Regions from separate parts of the Macaca mulatta genome. Here region 1 is linked to region 2. The links are chromatin contacts, called in public Hi-C maps. All regions are on one chromosome and are shown on one strand. Each heading gives the region's core, a stretch centred on a gene start, on an enhancer-like site or on the middle of the called end of the contact. The rest is flanking DNA. Distances are from core to core; before and after follow the strand shown. Region 1 holds the start of LOC703455 (small ribosomal subunit protein eS1). Region 2 holds the start of LRBA (LPS responsive beige-like anchor protein).

Evidence for each region. A called contact is a pair of places that touch in the nucleus more often than the background predicts.
Region 1: a contact with region 2 is called in a Hi-C map of blood, with 4 times the contacts expected there. The contact joins the promoter of LOC703455 here to the promoter of LRBA in region 2. A contact is called at or near these places in 2 of 14 Hi-C or Micro-C datasets (CD4 T cells and blood).

What each region holds. Positions count from the first base shown.
Region 1 is chr5:159,688,699-159,695,740 of T2T-MMU8v2.0, reverse strand. It overlaps LOC703455 (small ribosomal subunit protein eS1), which reads right to left and starts at 2,743. Exons shown (of 6, transcript XM_015139331.3): 1 at 2,658-2,743; 2 at 1,762-1,865; 3 at 1,194-1,381. The coding sequence starts at 2,719. LOC144340852 (a long non-coding RNA gene) reads left to right here and starts at 2,835. Exons shown (of 3, transcript XR_013417321.1): 1 at 2,835-3,012. LOC114678558 (small nucleolar RNA SNORD73) reads right to left here and starts at 298; the gene lies at 231-298.
Region 2 is chr5:159,616,343-159,623,617 of T2T-MMU8v2.0, reverse strand. LRBA (LPS responsive beige-like anchor protein) reads left to right here and starts at 5,803. Exons shown (of 57, transcript XM_028848811.2): 1 at 5,803-6,328; 2 at 6,667-7,096. The coding sequence starts at 6,881.

The DNA.
Region 1 (7,042 bases), core at 1,494-3,993, 75 kb before region 2:
TTCAGAGCTAAAATATAATTAAAAACCCCTAATTAGTGGTCATATTATTGCCTACATTGAAAAAACAAAAACCATCTTGGGTAGTGATGAAAACTGATTTACCTTGTTTGCGTTTTGTAAATTTTATTCCTTAGTATTAAAACAAAAAACAAAAAAAACTCATCAAATACAATTTACAGATAAGGGACCTTAAAATATTTCCAGAAATGTAAACCATGAAGCCTTAGAGGAATGTCAGGATAAAACGGTATAATCAGTATGTATCATTTGGGACCGAAACATTTTGTCATCATTCATTCCCACATACAAAATATTCAAACTATGCCAGGTGCAGTGGCTCACACCTGTAATCCCAGCACTTTTGAGAGGCTGAGGCGGGCGGATCACTTTAAGTCAGGAGTTCAAGACCAGCCTGGCCAATATGGTGAAACCCTATCTCTACTAAAAATACAAAAATTAGGTGGCGGGTGCCTGTAATCCCAGCTACTCAGGAGGCTGAGGCACGAGAATCGCTTGAACCCAGGAGGAGGAGGTTGCAGTGAGTAGAGATGGTGCCACTGCACTCCAGCCTGGAGCCTCAATCTCCCAAAAACAAAAAACTCCCACAAAATATTCCAACTGGATAGTTAGCCAAAAATATCTGAAATATTTTCATTTCATCCTCACAATTCAATAAAATGATACTCTCACCTGCACTTCACAAATAAAGAAACTGAGGCTTAGAAAACAAGTTACTTTCCAAAGAGAACACAATAGGGAAATGGAGCCAAGATTTTAACCTCACACCAGAGGCTCTGCCACAATTATGCTCTATTGCCACAGTTAATCAACACTCACTCAATTCTGAGGTCAAAAAATATCCTGAAGACAGGCAAAACCGTCCACCTGCACCTAAACGTTCCTCAAAAAACCACTGATCTATGCAGCAAGAAAATCTGACTTTGATTATACACCACTATTAAATCTTAGATTTAAATATTAAGTAAAGTATCATGGTGTGGCAACCCCAGAGTTAGCACTCAATAACGGCAAGAAAACAAAATTTTAAATGAACTTTGTGGACATTTCACTGGTCTCAGTCAATCAATCAATAAATAAATAAAATGAACTTGCTCCTTCCTGTCATATCAAACCATGCTATCCTTGGTCAAACACCCGTAGCACAACACACTCTAAGGAACTCTGGGTCTCACCTGCCACTTTTTGACCATGGAACACATTTTGTCACGGGTAAGATCCATGCCATGGAAGTTAGTCAGGCAGTTTTTGCCCTGAACATCTTCAGTAATCAGCTTGAATTTTCTAAATGCAACTTCATCATTCTGCAAATCAGCAAGACTCACTTCAAACACACGACCCTTGAGACCATCAGATGCAATTTCTACAAAAGAAAAAACAAGTATCTTAACATTTAGGAACCATATAAGCAAAAGTCAAGCCTGTAAACTGAGGGTAGAAATTAAGTTAATGGTAAATTGTAAAGACCTTAACCTTTGTGGTCAAATCCAGACACCAGAGACTTATCGACAGTACTTATTAGAAGCTCAGAACTACCTATGGCACATTTTCTTAATTCAAAAAGCACCATCTTGCTTCTCCAAGTGCTGTACTAAAAACAAGCACCACAGGAGCCAAGGCTGCAACCGAGAGCTGACATTCCCTGAAAGTCTCCCACCACAGGACCAACAACAGACCAAGATGCCTGCTACAATATACAAGCGCCAACTTAAGGAAAATACAAACCAAAAATAAGCTACTTACTGGTTCCTTGGGTCCTGGTGACGAGCGTCTTTCCAATATTTCTTATATTGAACATAGCAGGTGCTTTCACATCATACCAATCTTTCTTAGAAAATGGATCAACCCTGGATTTTAAGAAAATGCTTAAGTTCCATTGCAGATCATTCTTACTGTGTTTATTCTGTGCTTTCTTCACTCTAGTATCACTGTTAATGTTATTTCCCATCAATATTTTAAAAAGCTAACCGGCAATTTGATACTAAAGTGTATCACACAGTGAGGTGAGGGGCATAAACATAAACCTAGCTCTTCCCACTCTATGTTTCACTGCATGCATCAGACTTCGAAAGGTTATGTCCACTTCCCACCCTCATCGGTCCTTCCACTACACAGACACGAGGAACATCCATCGGTCCTTCCACTACACAGGTACGAGTAACATGCAATCTCATTAACTTTGCTGGTACGTAACGGCATGTACTGGTAACTAAGACCCTGCATGGCCTCAAAGCTTAGTAGGAGCTCGCAGATTCCAGCGGGACCAAGCAAAGGCAGGATTGCCAGGTCCTGAATGGATAGGAGGATGCTTTCCTCAACTCCTGCTGTCGCAGTGCCATCAAACACCCGCGGAATTGAGGCAGCACGTGAGCCCACAAAACAAACATTCCAGCCGAGTCGCGGCGGCAAGCCGGCTCAAATGCGAAGTGCGCAAGGACCAGAAGGCCTGGGAAAGGCAGCCGACCTGCCGCTACTCAACACCCAGACCCGCCAGGCCGCGTTCCTGGGTGCACCAACCCGCCAGGGCCCGCACAATCCGACTGGAATCCTCGCCATCCGGCCTACGCCGCGATCTAGGACCAGCCTGCCGATTCCAGCAGACATCCAAAAAGCAGGACGCCACGACAGTCGCCACTTACACTTTCTTCTTGGCTCCCTTTTTGCCGCCTTTCGTAAGGCGCTTGTTCTTGCCAACCGCCATGGTGCTGATCAGAGAGCCGAAAAGGCGGAAATGGAAGTCGCGCGAGAACTTAGGCGTACGGGGCGGGGCGCGCCGTCTACGTGACCTTTGCGCTCTCATTCTTCCGGCCTCAAGAATTCCGCGACAGTAGAGAGCGCCACTCCTGCTACTGTCTTTGCGACAGCGCCTTCGTGTGTGGGGAGGTCGCGCGGCATGCCGCGGCACTGGAAGCTGCGCTGTGTAGACCAAGGCGTTGGTGGCCTGACGTGCAGGCGTCTGGTTACCTGTGGTTTCTGTGGCTGTGACGTCTGGAAGTAAGTTTCTGTAAAACGAGATAAAACGAGACGCCCACTCAACATCGTTCAAAGCTGAACTCACGGTCTAACCCCCAAACCGGCATCTTCTCGAGAGTCAGTCAGCGGATCTGATTCAAATGTCGGTTTCAACAGGGCTTTGCTTGAGACCGACCTCTCCACGCTTGTTTCCTGATGCGTAAAATGGGGGTGATAAAACGGTCGGCTTCATGAGGTTTCGCAGGGTTAAATGAGTATCACTCCAGAGATGCTAGCAACGTTCTGCTTGTTCATGTGGGTGCTGGTTCATCTCAGGTGTTGTTGCTTTGTGAACATTCACTGAGCTCTACGCTTATTTGTGTCCTTTTCTATATGTCTGTTATATATTGATTAAAAGGTTTGTTAAAAGTGGAGTGAGACCGAACTCGGTGGCTCACACCTGTAATCCCAGCACTTTGAGAGGCTGAGGCAGGGGAATCAGTTGAAGCCAGGAATTGGAGACTAGCCTGGACCACACAGCCAGACCCCGTCTCTACAAGAAAATTATAAAATTAGCAGGGCGTTGGCTGGGCGCGGTGACTCACGCATGTAATCCAAGCACTTTGGGAGGCTGAGGTGGGCGGATCGCCTGAGTTCAGGAGTTCGAGACCAGCCTGGCCAACATGGTGAAACCCCATCTCTACCAAAAATACAAAAAATTAGCCGGGCGTGGTGGTGGGTGCCTGTAATCCCAGCTACTCGGGAGGCTGAGGCACGAGAATCTGAGCTCGGGAGGCGGAGGTTTCAGTGAGCCGAGATCACGCCATTGCCTGGGCAACAAGAGTGAAAGTCCGTCAAAAAAAAAAAAAAAAAAAGTGAAATCTCCAAATTTTTCCATTTTTGCAATTAATCCGACCTTTCCCTTCCCCATTTTTTTTAACTGTAAGGGTTAACAGAGCACATCTTGGCAAGATGTGGCTGACTAGCTCAAGTGTGCAGCCCTCGGAAAGCGTCTGGCCCATACAGGCTTGGTACTCAGCCAGTGGTGTGTTGAGTTCCTTTCTCTAACTTCCTGTCTGGCAGAAAACCCTGTGACCAAGCCAAAAACCAACCCTCACTTACAAGGCCCGCTGCAAGCTTTTAAACTTACAATCCCTTCCAGTCCTGCTGGCCTCCATCACCTACCTCCCACTACGCCCACCCCTAAGACAACCCTCCTAAACCTCTAGTAGGGTCCTGAAATCTTTCAGTAATTCCATAAATCTCCGTTGCCTGGAGGATAAATTCAAAGTCTTAGTTTCATAATAGTATGAATGTACTTAACACTACTGAACTGTACACTTGAAAAAGGTTAAGGTAGCCTTGCCAGGTTCCTTGGACCTGCAGTTCCAGGTATTCAGAAGGCTGAGGTAGGAGGATCACCTGAGGCTAGGAGTTGGACTCCAGCCTGAGCAACATAGTGAGACCCCATCTCTTTTTTAAAAAGATGGTTAAGATGGTAAATTTGGCCAGGTGTGGTGGCTCACACCTGTAATCCCAGCGCTTTAAGAGGCCAAGGCAGGAGGTTTGCTTGAGCTCAGGAGTTTGATACCAGCCTGGGCAACATTACAAGAGCTCATCACAACTAAAAATCAAAAAAAATTAGCCCGGCATGATGGCTCATGCCTGTAGTCCCAGCTACTCGGAAGGCTGAGGTAGGAGGATCCCAGCACTTTGGGAGGCCGAAGCAGATGGATCACTTGAGGCCAGGAGTTCGAGACCAGCCTGGACAACATGGTGAAACTCCATCTCTACTAAAAATGCAAAAATTAGCTGGTGGTGCACACCTGTAGTGCCAGCTACTCGGCAGACTGAGGCACGAGAATTGCTTGAACCTGGGAGGTGGAGGCTGCAGTGAGCCGAAATCACGCCACTGCACTCCAGTCTGGGCTGGACAGAGTGAAACTCCGTCTCCAAAAAAAAAAAAGTGTGTGTGTATAGATAGATAGATAGATAGATAGATAGATAGATAGATAGATAGATAGATAGATAGATAGATAGATAGATAGATAAAATGGGCCTCCAGTCTGCTTACTGCAGCATAAAAACCAAACTTACCTTCTTGCTGGTCTGATTCCTCTTTCTTCCTAAAAGTGAAAGCCACAGGGAGAGGCCTTAATGAAGTCAGCTGCATCTGATTTATTTTAGCAGCACCAACACCTAAGAGATTTGTCAGACGTCTGTATTTCTTTTTTTTTTTTTTTTTTTTGAGACAGAGTCTCGCTTAGTCGCCCAGGCTGGAGTGCAGTGGCGCGATCTCGGCTCACTGCAAGCTCCGCCTCCCGGGTTCACGCCATTCTCCTGCCTCAGCCTCCCGAGTAGCTGGGACTACAGGCGCCCGCCGCCTCGCCCGGCTAATATTTTGCATTTTTAGTAGAGACGGGGTTTCACAGTGTTAGCCAGGATGGTCTCGATCTCCTGACCTTGTGATCCGCCCGCCTCGGCCTCCCAAAGTGCTGGGATTACAGGCATGAGCCACCGCGCCCGGCCAAGGTCTGTATTTCAATCCTCAACTCTGTTTTGTAGTAAACGCTTTAAAAAATTTCTAATTAATATTTTCCTGACCCTGTTACATTAAATGGTGCAATAAGCAGTTTTAATGTAAGTATGTAAGTATGTTGAATACAGTTTAGGGGGTGTGAAATCAGTTTATTGGGTCTCAACCATCATTTAATATTTTCAGATGGAATAAAACGGAACAGGCCAGGCACGGTGGTTCACACCTCCACGTCTAGGGAGGCTGAAACGGGTGAATCTTTTGAGCTCAGGAGTTGGAGACCAGCCTGGACAACATGGCAAAACCCTGTCTCTACAAAAAATACAAAAATTAGTCAGGTGTGGTGGTGACTTGTGGTCCCAGCTACTTAGGAAGCTAGGTGGGAGGATTGCCTGAGCCCAGGAGGTTGAGGCAGCAGTGAGCCATAATGGCACCACTACCTGAGACCCTGTCTCTGAAAAAAAAAGAAGAAAATGGAACAGAAAAATGTCAGAATACATCAAACCTAGTAAGCTGTCAATGTTGTTTCATTGGCTGGGCATGGTGGCTCACACCTGTAATCCCAACACTTTGGGAGGCCGAGACGGGTGGGTCACCTGAGGTCAGGAGTTGGAGACCAGCCTGGCCAACGTGGTGAGACCCCGTCTCTACTAAAAATACAAAAATGATCCAGGCATGGTGATGGACGCCTGTAATCCCAGCTACTTGGGAGGCTAAGGCAGGAGAATCACTGGAACCTGGGAGGCGGAGGTTACAGTGAACCGAGATTGCGCCACTGCACTCCAGCCTGGGTGACAGAGCGAGATTCCATCTAAAATTAAAAAAAAAAAAAAGTACAGTATTATAATCTTATGGGATACTGGTATTGACTGGAAGTCATTATGTGGCACATAACTGTAGTAGACATTCAGTAACTTTAACTTTTCTTTTCTCTGTTCCCTAAAATAAATAATCCGATTTATTATCTAGCTTTCTCTCCCTGCCCACTGACATTTATATCAGCATCTCCCTGTCCTCAGCCCTGTGATAACTTTACGTCGAGTGTTGCTCTTGTTGGAGTCATCTCCCATCCCTGCCTCCCCCGCAGAGTTTGTTGTGATTACCAGGTAGGAAGAAAGAACTCGTTCCAGGATATAAAGCAAGAGAATTGAGAACAAAAGCTGAGATTAAATCTGTACATGGTGATATTCGTGTCATTATAAAAGTCCAGAGGTGCAACCAGACTGGATTCCTTCTTCATACCATTGCTGTTCCTAAGAGCAGCACACGTCCAGGGCAGGGGCACTCCTTTTGGTTCACTATCCACACTGCCATTGTTGCTGTTTTAACGTGGGAATTGAAACCAGTGCACTCCTGTGTGGGTGACAGAGAGACTCTGTCTCAGAAAAAAAAAAAAAATAAATAAAAAACACTTTGCTCATACTCTAAAAGCACAAGTGCCGGAACTTTCCTTCTGGTCAGCAACATTTCACAAAGTAAAAATCTAGGGCTAGAATCTAGAATCTTGTACAGTAACTATTTGGTATCATGTAGGTC
Region 2 (7,275 bases), core at 4,554-7,053:
TTTCCTGTTCTGAATCCACTATGTATTTCTTTTTTTCTGAAAGATGTCAGTGTATGTTGAAGACAAGGAACATTATGAAAACTTTTAGTCTTTAATTGTGTCAAGATACTGTTAGAGTGATATACAAATTAGATGGTGATGGAAAACTTGAGCCTGGCTTTATAGGCGGTATTTTTTTCTTCCTTCTTTTTTTTTTGTGGGGGCGGGGGTTATGGTACAGGGATACAGGTAGGATAGTCCTATAAATTCATCTGCTGATAGTTCATATGAAGGCTTTTGACTAGAAAACTTCCATTAATAGTGCTGAAGATATAAACAAATTGTAAAACTGCTTTCCATATTAAGATACCTCCCCCCAACCCCTTTTCTTTGAGACAAGGTCTTGCTCTGTCACCCAGGCTGGAGTGCAGTGATGTGATCTTGACGTACCGCAGCCTCTACCTCCTGGACTCAAGTGATCCTCCCACCTCAGACCCCCAAATAGCTGGGACCACAGGCACGCAGCACCACATCTGGCTAATTTTTGTATTTTTTTTTTTTTTTTTTTTGAGACGGAGTCTTGCTCTGCCGCCCAGGCTGGGGTGCAGTGGCCGGATCTCAGCTCACTGCAAGCTCCGCCTCCCAGGTTTACGCCATTCTCCTGCCTCAGCCTCCCGAGTAGCTGGGACTACAGGCGCCCGCCACCTCACCCGGCTACTTTTTTGTATTTTTTAGTAGAGAGGGGTTTCACCGTGTTAGCCAGGATGGTCTCGATCTCCTGACCTCGTGATCCGCCCGTCTCGGCCTCCCAAAGTGCTGGGATTACAGGCTTGAGCCACCGCGCCCGGCCTAATTTTTGTATTTTTTGTAGAGACGGGTTTTCACCACATTGCCCAAGCTGGTCTTGAACTCCTGAGCTCAAGCAATCTGCCCACCTTGGCCTCCCAGAGTGCTGGGATTACAGGCATGAGCCACCACCTCGTCTGGCCTCCCCCTACTTTTTTTTGGTATGGGGTCTTGCTTGGTCACCCAGGCTGCAGTGCAGTGGCACCATGACAGCTCACTGCAGCCTTGAACTCCTCGGCTCAAGTGATCCTCCCACATCAGCCTCCCCAGTAGCTGGGACTACAGGTGTGTTCCACAATGCCTGGCTAATTTTTGAAACTTTTTGTAAAGATGAGGTCTTGCTATGATAGCCAGGCTAGTCTCAAGCAGTCCTCCCCTCTTGGCCTCCCAAAGTGCTTGGATTACAGGCATGAGCCACTGTGCCTGGCCAAGATACCCATTTTTAACAGGATTTTCCTCCCTCTCACTGCTAATAGCTATGTAGACCCAGACAAGGGCTTTCAGGTGAGAAAAATTAAAGCAAGTAACTTTAGAGTTTCGACTCAATCCAAATAATATGAATACCTATAATGTGCAAAGTATTGTGCTATAAAGGAGCTTAAGATTTGATAGGCAGATAGTTCATCTGGAAGCATTCCAAGATTCTATGTTGTACACCTAAATAATAGTCCACAGTGATTGCATTTTATTTATTTATTTTTTTGAGACACAGTTATGCTCTTGTTGCCCAGGCTGGAGTGGCCAATCTCGGCTCACCACAACCTCCACCTCCCGGGTTCAAGCGATTCTCCTGCCTCAGCCTCCCGAGTAGCTGGGATTACAGACATGCGCCACCTAATTTTGTATTTTTAGTAGAGATTGGTCAAGCTGGTCTTGAATGCCCAATCGCAGGTGATCCACCTGCCTCTGCCTCCCAAAGTGCTGGGATTACAGGTGTGAGCAACCGCATCTAGGCCTAGTGATTGCATTTTAGCTGGCTTGCCTAGAAGTGAACAGTTCCCCCTTCTACCTTCTCTATGCTTCTTTCTGCAGTGAACCTCCAAGTTTTGCCAACTATTTTGTTTTAACCATGGGCAAAGAGGTTGAAAAAATTTTTATGAATAGTTGACAATTTGTGTGTGTGTGTGTGTGTATATATATACACACATATATGTATGTATATATTTTTTAGATGGAGTTTCCACTCTTTTTTTTTTTTTTTTTTGAGACGGAGTCTCGCTCTGTTGCCCAGGCTGGAGTGCAGTGGCCGGATCTCAGCTCACTGCAAGCTCCGCCTCCCGGGTTCACGCCATTCTCCTGCCTCAGCCTCCCGAGTGGCTGGGACTACAGGCGCCCGCCACCTCGCCCGGCTAGTTTTTTTGTATTTTTTAGTAGAGACGGGGTTTCACCGTGTTAGCCAGGATGGTCTCGATCTCCTGACCTCGTGATCCGCCCGTCTCGGCCTCCCAAAGTGCTGGGATTACAGGCTTGAGCCACCGCGCCCGGCGGAGTTTCCACTCTTATTGCCCAGGCTGGAGTGCAAAGGCATGGTCTTGGCTCACTGCAACCTCTGCCTCCTGGGTTCAAGCGATTCTTCTGCCTCAGCCTCCAAGGAGCTGGGATTACAGGCACCCACCACCACACCTGGCTAATTTTGTATTTGTAGAGATGGGGTTTCACCATGTTGGCCAGGCTGTCTCAAACTCGTGACCTCAGGTGATCTGCCTGCCTCAGCCTCCCAAAGTGCTGGGATTACAGGCAGGAGCCACTGTATCTGGCATTTAGAAATATTTGGTTAATTGTCTGTGTTCATTGTTTCATCAGCAGAACAGCATTAACAGTGAGCTTGCAAACTCATAAGCTACAAACCTTAGCCCCGGATCATTTAGACTGTGATCACTCTGTGTTGGGGGCATTTTCATTATTATCATCTGCTTCTTTTTTTTTTTTTTTTTTTTTTTTGAGACAGAGTCTCGCTCTGTGCCCCAGGCTGGAGTGCAGTGGCTCGATCTCTGCTCACTGCAAGCTCCGCCTCCCAGGTTCACGCCATTCTCCTGCCTCAGCCTCCTGAGTAGCTGGACTACAGGCGCCCGCCACCGCGCCCGGCTAATTTTTTGTATTTTTAGTAGAGACAGGGTTTCACCGTGTTCGCCAGGATGGTCTCGATCTCCTGACCTCGTGATCCGCCTGTCTCAGCCTCCCAAGTGCTGAGATTACACGCGTGAGCCACCGCGCCTGGCTATCATCTGCTTCTTAATGGAAGATATTTGTTCATTTAACAAATACTTAATTAGCACTTATATGACAGATATATTAACATACCATTTGCCCCATCTGAGGAGACAAAATCCTATGAGAGGCCTTTTATGGATTAATGCCTCACTTTCAAAACACAGATGTATGAAAGGTCAAGTGAAAGTTTTGTCTCTTCTGCAGGCACACCCTATTCCCCCTTATTCCAGACTTACTCATTTAATGATGTGAAACAAACTTGAGGCGTTTAGTTTTTCAGAGATTTCAGAAATGGGAAGCCACTGATGTTGCCTTTTACTTTGGAAATGTATATCGGCAATTCGGATCGTCAGAAAGATGTCTGCCTCATCTCTGGAATATCTAAGTCTACTTATAGAAAACAAATCTTTAACAAACATTTGCAACCACATGAGATTTGGTGCAGTTGAATTCACCTTAGTATTTTTAAAAGGTGTAACACTTTTCTAAAGAAAATGTCCCCTTGCCTTTTCTTCTTCTGCTTCTTTTTTAAATAAATAGAGACCTTGGGCGGGCATAGTGGCTCACACTTATAATCCTAGCACTTTGGGAGGCTGAGGCAGGCAGATCACTTAAGGTCAGGAGTTTGAGACCAGCCTGGCCAACATGGTGAAACCCCGTCACTACCAAAAATACAAAAATTAGCCGGGCCTGGTGGCACATGCCCGTAATCCCAGCTACTAGGGAGGCTGAGGCAGGAGAATCGCTGCAACCTGGGAGGCAGAGGTTGAGGTGAGCCGAGATTGCACCACTGCACTCCAGCCCGCGCAACAAGACGGAAACTCCGTTTAAAAAAAACAAAAAAAAAAAAAAAAAAAAGAAAAAAGAGGACGGGTCTTGCTGTTGTCCAGGCTAGTCTCAAGTAATCCTCCTGCACTAGCCTCCTAAAGTGTTGGGATGACAGGTGTGAGCTACTGCTCCCAGCCCTCCCTTGCTTCTTGTGTCTGTTACCTTTTTCTTCCCAAATTTCCATGTGAGAGCTAAAATTGTCTTTTTTTTTTTTTGAGACAGAATCTCGCTCTTGCTCTGTCACCCAGACTGGAGTGCAGTGGCAATTCTCCTGCCTCAGCCTCCCGAGTAGCTGGGACTACAGGCATGCACCACCACGTCCGGCTAATGTTTGTATTTTATTTATTTATTTTTTTTTTGAGACGGAGTCTCGCTCTGTCACCCAGGCTGGAGTGCAGTGGCCGGATCTCAGCTCACTGCAAGCTCCGCCTCCCGGGTTCACGCCATTCTCCTGCCTCAGCCTCCCCGAGTAGCTGGGACTACAGGCGCCTGCCACCTCGCCCGGCTAAGTTTTTGTATTTTTAGTAGCCCGGCTAAGTTTTTGTATTTTTAGTAGAGACGGGGTTTCACTGTGTTAGCCAGGATGGTCTCGATCTCCTGACCTCGTGATCCGCCCGTCTCGGCCTCCCAAAGTGCTGGGATTACAGGCTTGAGCCACCGTGCCCGGCCTTAATGTTTGTATTTTTAGTAGAGACGGGGGTTTTCACCATATTGGCCAGGCTGGTCTAACTCCTGACCTCAGGTGATCCACCTGCCTCGGCCTCCCGAAGTGCTGGGATTGCAAGCGTGAGTCACCGCGCCTGGCTTCTGTCCACTTTTCAAGGCCATCTCAAATAACTTTTTCTTCAGGCAACTTTCTCAAACCACTACAATTTTTTCCTAACTTTTCCAGAATTCTTCCTTTGTTTAATCCCACTTTTTACTTCACTTTCATTTCAGGAGCTAGGAGTATTTTTAAAAAGGCCCTCTGACCTCAAAGGATACACGTGGGTGAAAAACCAGCTTCCTCTAAATTTATTTTTCACTCACTAGGAAGAATGCTTTACTGTTAATAGCGGGTGGAAAGAAGGGACACTGAGTATGAAGAGCTATCTGTACTACTTAATATATCTTTTGATCTACTCTGAGAATGACGCGAGCGTAATCTTCACATTGGAAAATCACGAGAGGAAAAAAACCCTTCGGAGATCTACAGGCACAATGAACCCTGTCTCCACGCTGTTTGTAGCAGCTGTCTCAGGAATCTTCTCCCTAGAATGAATGTAGGAGAGGTATGGTGGGGCGGCAGCTGCAAAGCAAGGAATCTTTCCCGTTCCTCGTCGACTCGGTCCCCTCCCCTCCCTTCCCGAATGGTGGCAGCTGCCGAGACATCCCAGTGGAAATCTCCGAGTCTCCGCCGAGAACGGCGGGCGGGCAGCAGCTGAAAGCAGCCAGGGGTGGGGACTCCTCGCTCCCATTGGGCAGGAACAGCAGCCTCACTGGCTCCAGCGCCGTCACCTCTCTGGCTCGTAGAGGTCCCTCAGGTGTTCTTCTCCAAGTACAATGACACACCTTGGCAACGCGGGGCGGGTTCCCTCTGCGCCAAGGGACCCAACGGTAACTTAACAACAGCAGGAGCGCCAGAATCCCCCGCCTCAGGACTTGCAGAAGCACCTTCCGAGGTCCGAGAGTGGGAGGGGGGGAAGTATAGGCCCTCGAACGGAAGGGTCTCTCCTAGCCGGGCCGCGAACACACGGTGTGCTACTAGAGCAGCGCTCCCACTGGGTGCGCGCCCTCGCGCCTAGTGCAGCCGGAAGCCCGAGCCCAGCGCTCCCGCTGGCTCTGGGCCCCCTAGGCCGTCCGCGCGCCCTCACCGCGCCCCCGCCGCGCGGCTGCCTCCGCCTTCGCGCCCTCCCGTCCCGCGCGCTCGCGCTCGCGCACGCGCACGCGGCGCCCGGCAGCCCTCGGCGCTGTCATGGCGGCCGGGAGCAGCTTCAGTGGGCACAGGAAAGCCGCGCGAGCCGTGGCGGGGCTAGCTGTGGCAGTAGCATCCTCACCACTCGCAGCAGCCTCAGCCGCGGCGTGCGTAGCGCCAGCAGCGGCTGCTTTTGCAAAGGCTGAGCGCAGGGGCGGGGCGGGCCAGGAAGCCATGGAGTTCTGTGCAGCCGCGGACTCCCGGGGAGCGGACTAGGGAAACTTGGAGGCTGCGACCAGGTGCACTGACCTCTCTGTCCTCCCTTCTCTCCCTGCGGTCGCCGCCGGGTTTCTCTGGCCGCTCCCCTCCCTTCCTGCCACCACACACACCTCCCCGCCTCTTCCCGTCGAATCTCAGGTGCCTGAGAGAGGTACTTCACTCCTCCCACTGGGCCGAGCATTTAGAATAATCACCGCCCCCTTCCCCCGCCTTTTCCTGCCCTGGATCTCCGCCGCCACCTCCGTCTCGCTGCTCCTGGGCGGGGGGTGAGGACGAGTCCGGAGTATCTGGGTGAGGAGGAACTTTCTACCTCTGTGATAGCTTGTGGGCCCCCTTCTTTCCTCCGATCCCTCCTTTCTCCGCGACAGTTTCTCTTTCTGGTGCACCTGTGAGGAGAGGTTACCCTGCGCCTAGAACCTGCACGAGAGTGGGGGAGGAGTGAGCCTGTGCGGGGCCTCTTGGACCTGCTTTCACCCAGAACCCAGCTCTTTGAGCCGGGGAGAAGCGGGTGGCTAGTAGTGGGGTGCCTTTAGTAACTTATTTGACCGACAATAACTATTTCCCTCTTGTCCCCTCAAAACCTTAAAACAAAACCTAGCCTATTTAACATATATTTAATCTTCCAATAGGGTTTGGCGTTGTTGTCAGCCTCGGGGAGAGAGATTGGACAAATATTCTCCAAAAGGAGGAGGGCGACGCCAAGGACTTTCCACATCAACTGCTTTGGGGTTTCTCCACAAGTTGGAAGAGAGACCCTTTCGTTTTGCATTGCGTGTGTTGTGCTCATTGCCAGTGCAGCGACTGCTGTCCAAGGGTGACTCTGAGTTGTCCTTTTTGCTAGCAATGGCTAGCGAAGACAATCGTGTCCCTTCCCCGCCACCAACAGGTGATGACGGGGGAGGTGGAGGGAGAGAAGAAACCCCTACTGAAGGGGGTGCATTGTCTCTGAAACCAGGGCTCCCCATCAGGGGCATCAGAATGAAATTTGCCGTGTTGACCGGTTTGGTTGAAGTTGGAGAAGTATCCAATAGGGACATTGTAGAAACTGTCTTTAACCTGGTAAGTCGATGAATATTTTATAAGCATATACTCTTTTCAGTGGGTTGGGAAACAAGACCTTGAAGCTGGAGCCATGTGCTTTACTCACACTGATGGTGACTTTTTTCATGTATAGGGCCACAAAATTCTACTAACCTAAATGAAACAATTTCATCTATTTTTTAGATTGAAGGGAATTG